Linked DNA regions of Mus musculus: region 2 is linked to region 1. Evidence: chromatin contacts called from public HiChIP or PLAC-seq data. All regions are on one chromosome and are shown on one strand. The core of a region is the stretch at or near the end of the contact, and the rest is flanking DNA. Distances in the headings are between cores, read along the strand shown.

Region 1 (3,666 bases), core at 554-3,053:
GCTCAGCACTTGGTTACTCCTGAGTCACTCTTTTCTTTAAGTCCTACCCCCTCCCCCCAACACATACACACACACAGTTCCCTGGTTTTAGTCTCTTTCCCCTCCTATCTCTTCTGCAACTTCTTTTCCTCTGCATAAGGGAAACCACCACACTCTCCTTGGGCAGACTTATCTACCACATGATTGGAAGCAGTTTGCCCAAGTGATGTTTATCACAGCTCTGTCCCTCCAGACTTCATTCATGCTTCCAGACCCAAATACCCATGAACTTCAGTATTTTCACATGGGATAACCTCAGACTACATTTCTGTTGCCTTCGGTCCAGCTCCCCCTCCCCCACAGCATGTTCCCTGATTCCATAAATGGCATCATGAATCTCTCAGATGCCAAACCCAGAACTCCCACTCACCATCCCTAGTTCCTCCTGCATCTTCCTCTCCATTCAGTCACTGAGGCTGACCAGCTCTCCTTCCTCAAGTGTACATTTCTCTCACAGTATCCATCTCTTCTGGGCTGCTCACCCGCAGTCATCCTCTAACTGCTCTTCCTCGAACCCAACCTCCTTTCCACCTTCATCTTATCACTGCCAAGAAAGTTTTCAGGCATTACCAGTCTTCTGCCCAAGACCATCCGTAGTTCCCACTGCCTCCTGGAGAAAGTCCAGGATTGAGTCCTCCCAGCCCCCTGATATCCACACCTATACGCTGAGACTTCTTCCCCACCTCCCCCACACACACATCTGTGCCTATTTGACACCACCTCCTGCCGAAATCAGTCCTCCACTCTAAATGGGAATTACTGAGGGTAGAGTGGTACTAAGCAAGGTGTGCACCCTGCTCTTGATGACCCCACTCTGCCCATCCTGTCTTCTGTAGAATCTCTGGGAGGGACTGATGTGTGAACTTGAGAAGTAAGAATCTCTGAGTCCAACCCCACACAGACAGGTCACCCCAACTTCTCTTATTGGATCTTCATGCCTAGAATGAAGGGAAAGCTGCTGCCTTAAACACCTAAATGAGGGTGGGCAAACCCGTTCTAGGGCAGAGAAACAGAACTCCAGGGAGTTCTCTAGATCTTCCCTCTAAATGAAGGTGTAAGGTGATGGTCATCATTGGCAATAGGACTCGGGAAAATGCATCTATTTTCTGTTCTGTAAAGTGGAGAAAATGCTAGTACTTTTTAGGGTGGCAATAAGCAATACGACTTCATAGTAAATGTTTACTTCTGTGTTACACCTGTGTTTGCCACATGTATTTGAGTGCCTGTGCAGGCCCGAAGAGGGCATTAGATCTGCTGGAGCTTAAGTTACAGGTGGTTGTGAGCCACTCGAAATGGGGAGGTTGGGAATCAAACTCTGGTCCTCTGGAAGAGCAGGCAAGGGGGCTCTTAACCACTGACCCCGGCCTGATACGCTGGTTTTAAAATTTTTTTATTGCCTAGAAAGAATCTAGACACACTCATGTATCTTTCAGGATAAGAGAACAGCTAATATCAGTGCTTTCCGGTTTGATCTGACTGGAAGGAGCCTCTCAGTTCCCACTGTACTAGAACTAGAAGGGTTTGGGACAGGAGAGCCAGGCTGAGAAACCAGCCAGCTCTTGGCCATCAATCATCAGCAAAGTCCCGCCCCCAGAGTAGCGTCATAGACTCTGCAAGAGCAAGCAAGAGCTTGCTCGCGCGTCCAATCACAGGTGACGCCCCCGCGTCGCACCCAATCAGCGTCGAGTCTCTAACACCCCCGCCTCCACGCGGGGCGGTGTAGGCTTGCGTCAGCAGCGCGCGACTCGGGGGCTCCCGAGCTTTTTTTTTTTTGCAGCATGTCTGTCATCTTCGCTCCTGACTGGCTACGCGGCAAAGCCAAGGTCAATCAAGAGACAATCCAGCGGGTGAGCGACCGAGAGCCGGAGATTTGGTGCAGGAGCTTCCTGCAGGGGCCGGACCGTGGTGGGGACAGCCTGTGGGCCGGGGAAGGAATGGGAGCAGGGTCAGCTCGGCGCCTGCCCCGGACCTCCAGCTGAGAGCCCCCTGCATTTCTTCCTCGCCCGTCTTTCAGCTCCTGGAGGAGAATGACCAGCTGATCCGCTGTATCGTGGAGTATCAGAATAAGGGCCGAGCGAACGAGTGCGTCCAGTAAGTGCCACTGGGGACGCGCGGCAGCCTTGGGTGACAAACCGACGAGAAAGGGGAGGTGCGGAAGAGGTTACTTGGCTTGAGTGGTGCTGCATGCCTGTAATCTTTGCACTGGGCAGGTTGCGGCCGGAGGATGGCCTGTGCTCCGCCCTCTAAAGGTTATTTACTTACTACTCAAATCCATATTGACAGTTTATGGTAAGAACCTGGAGTTAGTCAGGGTTTCACACAAAGCCCTGTCAGCTGGTGACAGAGGAAAGTGTCTCAAAGCTAGGCTCCGTGAGAGCCTTGGTCTCTTTATTCGTGGATTTCACTTCCATCCCCCAAAAGTAATCAGGCCATTTTGTTAACCAGCACTCAGTCAGTCTGTGGGAGATACGACCAAAAAAGGGATTTCTACGTTAAACCAGATGTCGGAATGGGAAGAAACAGAATCTGAGACCCTTTTCTAAATTTGGTCCAAGAACTAGGTCCCATTTCTTATAGACAATGCGGTATCGTTACTTAAGTATTTTTAACACCCCCCCCCTTGCCTCTTAAAAAGTCACTTACAACCATTCTCTAAGCATCTTAATGGAACAGCAGAATTGCCATTTTGCGGTGTTTATGTTTGACTCCAGCATTTGAGGTTTGCCTTTTTACATTTTAAACACGTTCTCATGTTTAGAAAATGCCTGCAGACATGCTTTTTGGTATACTGACTCTTGTGCAAAGATACAAAGGTCCTACAAATTTATTCTGTTTCTTCACATTGTGAAGGTCGAACTTCTCAAGTCTAATGACTTCCTGAATGGGCAGCAATTGACAGTGGCTATGTCATGTGCTTACTTTGGTCATACAAGGGCCTCCTTTATTCTAATCCCCCCCACCCCCCACAAATGCACAAAGGTTTCCCTGTGTAGCCCTGGCTGTCCCAGTACTTGCTCTGTAGTCCAGGTTGACTGTGAAGTCAGAAATTCCCACTGCCTCTGCCTCCCATGTGCTGGGACTAAGATGTACCACCACACCCAGCAGTGGTACTACAGACAAGGAGGCATTGTATGGTGAATAGGAAACACGAGATTCCTACTCTCTGTGGAGCTGACATTCTAGACTCTAGTACCAGAGTGGAGAAATAAAATAGACATGTAAGAATATGTGCTTTAAATGGAATAAAGGCAGGGCATGCCTGTCATGTATAGGAAGCCCTGGGTTCACTTTCTAGCACTGCAGAAATCAGGTAGGGTAAGTAGAAGACAGGGTGCAGAGTGTCCTTCATGAGGTAACATTGAGAGAAGCCTGAGCCCCAGAAATAAATAAGGCAGGCCAAAGGTGCTGGATATCCTCAGGCATACCGAGGAGGCCCCTGTGTTCAGATCTCAGTGAAGGGAAAGCCACAGGAGATGAGGACACAGAAGTGACTAGAGACCCCGTCACATAAGACCTTGTAGGAATGTGATGGCATCTTTAAGGGTTTTAGAACAGTTACATTCCAGGATCCTGATTTAAACTGCTGTCATCACTCCAGCTCTGTAGAATACAGCGGGGCTGCAATAT
Region 2 (3,666 bases), core at 836-3,335, 290 kb after region 1:
ACTGCTCCAGGCCTCCACTTACTGGTCTGAGGCAGGACACTTATACTATTCCAAGAGGGAGGTTCCAGGTTTGTGGACCCAGTGACCCAACAGAAGCAAAGCTCTGTGCCTGGCAATTATCCAACTCTGTAAGACAGCAGCAATATAAAAACCCATTTACTGACTCTCACTCTATGCAGGCAGCACTCTAAGTTCTGCATATGTGGTCTCATCCCTGCTATAACCTAAGGCAAGTACTATGAAACACACTAAAGGGCATATGCTTGGGACTGCTATATGTATTGTTCAATACACTGTAGCTATTATGGGGAGGGGCTGAAGTTCAAACTCAAGCCTGAATTGCAAAGCCCATGGTAGCCTGTCTGGAGTCTTCCTTCCCTGCCATATCTCTCACCCAACTTGAAAAGCCCTGGGGATCATTTTAGCATCTCCTGAGGGAGAGTGTCCCTCCAGACAACCATGCTGAGGTGACTGACAAGGCCTCTGGGGAACAGAGTGTTGAGTAATTTAATATTCTGGCTCTCTAGAAGCCTTTGCTTATTACTGCTATTTCTGAAAGCAAGAACTTGCCAGCCAGAAGTCCAAGGTTGGTTAGAAGCATGTCGTCAGCTTGGGCTGATGTCACAGGCCTGCTGTCCCAGCTACTGGGGAGGATGAAGCAGGAAGATCATAGCTTAGGTGTGTCTAGGACTTACTGAGACCGTGAATCAAAGCAAAGAGTAGAGAGTGAACGGGTGTAGCAGAATGTTTGCTCAGCACGCAGGAGGCTTTGGATTCATCCTTAGCAAACAAACCAACCCTGACGGCCCTGACAGTCCAGCACACCAGGATGATGCTCCACCAGGGTGAATCCACTCACCAGCTCCCTCCCTTTCCAAGGCCCCCAGGGGCTCTCAGCTCTCACCTCTGAGGATAAAGTATCCAGTTCTCTTCTAACTCTGTCACCACTTGGAACTCGGATCCTTCATGTGAAAGGGCCGGCTGATCCTAAAAGCCTGAGAGCAGCTAGTCTGTGGAAAAGACAGGACCCGGAACCAGAACTCCAACCTTGTCTATAGAGTTGGTGGTCGTGCATGCTAACATTTGATGTGTTCAGAACCCAGACAGAAAGCTTTGCCAGCATTACCTCATGGAAGCCTCACAGCAATTCTTCAAAGAAGGTCTTTTTTCACTCTGTCTTACAGAGGATGAAGGAAGGGACCAGAGAAAGTGAATGAGTTACTTATGGGGACATGGCCGGTAAAGGAGCCAAGATTTTCCCAGTGCCTGGAACAGTCCACACATGGTAAATGAATTGTGCTAATATTCACATGTCCCATAAGCCTAAAACCATCTACACCAACAGGCTCGGGGCTGGTTGGCATAAGGTCAGAGGATACTGGCTGCTCACAACCTGCAGCGTGATTCTGGTGGAAGGTCCCAAACTTTTACCCCGGATTCCCACTAACGATGAGAAAACGGGTTCCTATAGGCAAGTCCATCAGGGTCGTCCGTCAGTAGCCGCCCCCACCCCCACCCCCCCGCCATTGTCAAGCAGACAAACTCCTAACTCCGACTGTCCGTCCATCCGGGTGGTTCTCTACGGAGCCCCAACTGCCTAAAGGTCAGCAACAGGCCGACCCAGGCACCGCTTCAAACGCAGCTGGCGCAGCCCAGGCCCCCACTGCTCATCTCTCCTTGCTCCACGCCACCTGTGCCAAATGTGCACCATTCTTTCCCAGGCACGAGCATGTGCGTCCCCGCGGTCAGAGGCAGTGAAGGCTCCAGCCGAACGGTCCAGTGCGCCATCGGGGGCCGGGCGGTTCAGGCCCACCCCTCCCACCTCGGCGCCTGCTGCAGGCGGCGTCTACCGCCCTGGGTCCGGCAAGCCCGCCGGCCTCCCCTGCAGTCCAGGGTCGGGCACCAAGCCCGGCCCGGCCCGGCCTAGCGCCTCACCTGAAGCCGGGCTCTGTGCCCCGTCCGCTCCGAGCCCGGGGCCCAGCTGCGCCACAGATGCCCGCGCTGCCCACCTGCCGACAGGGTGTCGCAGGTGTTCCTAGTGTGCTTGCCCTGCTGGCGAGCTCAAACTCCGGAACCCGGGCGCGTGCGCGGGCCTTGGGACCCGCCTCTCGGACCTCGGCCAGGATCACCTCTTCGGCTCACAGAATCCTGGGAATTGTAGTTTTCAAGCGAGCAGCATGCACGAGCCTGGGAAGACCAGAAGCTCTTCTTGGTGTTCTGTTTACCCAATTATGAGAGTTCTGATGATAAACTTAAATACAAGATACAGAAATCTTCATATGTAATCTGTTAGAGAAAAAATAATCCATACCTTGACATGCTTTTAAGACTCATAAAGAGACTATTGATGGCTCAGCAGTTAAAGTATTCACTGTAGATGAGCACAAAGACTGAACAGAGCTGTTCATGGTCATTACTGAAGGCTTCTGTGCTCAGTTAACTTCGGATCGTCTCCCCTCAAACCTGAGCCAATGGATCGCTCCTCCCTTACCAGGCTTCTTGTCAGGTATGTTATGTCTCTTTTATACTTTTTCTGGGAACTGCCATTTGGCTTTACAACCAAACTGATGGGGTGTTATCATGAGTGGGTGTCAGATGACAGTGTTGGAGCTCGGACTTGACATCAGGTGAATCTGACCAAAACGGCTGGATTTCTCACTTGGGAAATGGACATTGTGACACTTCTGACACGATGACCCAAATGTCATGTGGAACCTTGTCCTTTTGAGAACTGGGCTGGGGGTGGGGGTATATATTAAGGGACCCTCCTCACTCCTCCCCTCCCCCACCCCCACCCAACTGGCCCGGTTGGCCACAAAGCCTTCCCAGAACCTCAGACCTCAGTGGGCTTCACTCTCATGGTTGTTATTACAAACTCATCTAAAGTAGTCTCTGTCTCTCTGTCTGTCTCTCTCTGTCTGTCTCTCTGTCTCTCTCTGTCTGTCTCTCTGTCTGTCTGTCTGTCTGTCTGTCTCTCTCTCTCTCTCTCACACACACACACACATACACATACCTGTGAGAAGATCAAACAGAGTGCACTGAAGAACTGACACAGAGAGTCGGAACAATGCCACTGGCCACAAGGCAGATCATTTCTGGATTGGGCACCATTTGCCTGTACCATGAAGAAGGCCCTGTGGCTTCCTGCTTCCCCCAGCCCCTACCTGTGCTGCCTGGATTCTTCCTCTTTTCCTACCTCCCCCCATTTGGCTTTTGGTGTTTTAAAAAGCAACAATCTCTTTCTTGGCCTCAAGGGTTGCACTAGTCTGTGGAAGCTCCACATAACTGGCCCCCTGGCCCTTCAGGCCTCAACCTTTGTCCTATCTCAGAGGGTTCTTAGTTTCAGGCAATGTGTCTACCCTGGCTGGCTTGAGCAGAACAATGTGTGTGAAGGAACATTTAGTGACATGTGGGCTCATTAAGATGAGGAGGAACAGACTCTGCATCTAGGGTCTGCTCTGATGACAGTGTCCAAGCCATGTCCAAGAACTATGCCATGCTATCTGGAGATAAGGAGGTCAGCTTCCTCTGACACCATTCCCCATGCATAAGCCATCTCACAGAGTGCTCTTCCTTCATCTGAGTCACAGTGTGCACGTGCTTGGCAGAGCCTGTGTCTCAGAGAGACTCCTGTCTGTAAGGAGCCCTGAAAACTGAGTCCATGGC

Evidence for each region. HiChIP or PLAC-seq counts read pairs in DNA pulled down with a chosen protein or histone mark.
Region 2: an H3K4me3 HiChIP or PLAC-seq map of the 230-238 cell line shows a contact between it and region 1, with 4 times the contacts expected there. The contact joins the promoter of Pomgnt2 here to the promoter of Ss18l2 in region 1. A contact is called at or near these places in 1 of 39 promoter capture datasets (hippocampal neurons), 1 of 484 Hi-C or Micro-C datasets (embryonic stem cells) and 7 of 115 datasets of contacts at active chromatin or transcription factors (the 230-238 cell line, extraembryonic endoderm stem cells, large pre-B cells and 3 more).

What each region holds. Positions count from the first base shown.
Region 1 is chr9:121,708,586-121,712,251 of GRCm38.p6, forward strand. Ss18l2 (SS18, nBAF chromatin remodeling complex subunit like 2) reads left to right here and starts at 1,804. Exons shown (of 3, transcript NM_026794.2): 1 at 1,804-1,886; 2 at 2,054-2,130. The coding sequence starts at 1,818.
Region 2 is chr9:121,993,941-121,997,606 of GRCm38.p6, forward strand. It overlaps Pomgnt2 (protein O-linked mannose beta 1,4-N-acetylglucosaminyltransferase 2), which reads right to left and starts at 2,086. Exons shown (of 2, transcript NM_153540.4): 1 at 1,936-2,086. Gm39463 (a long non-coding RNA gene) reads left to right here and starts at 2,046. Exons shown (of 2, transcript XR_871388.3): 1 at 2,046-2,506.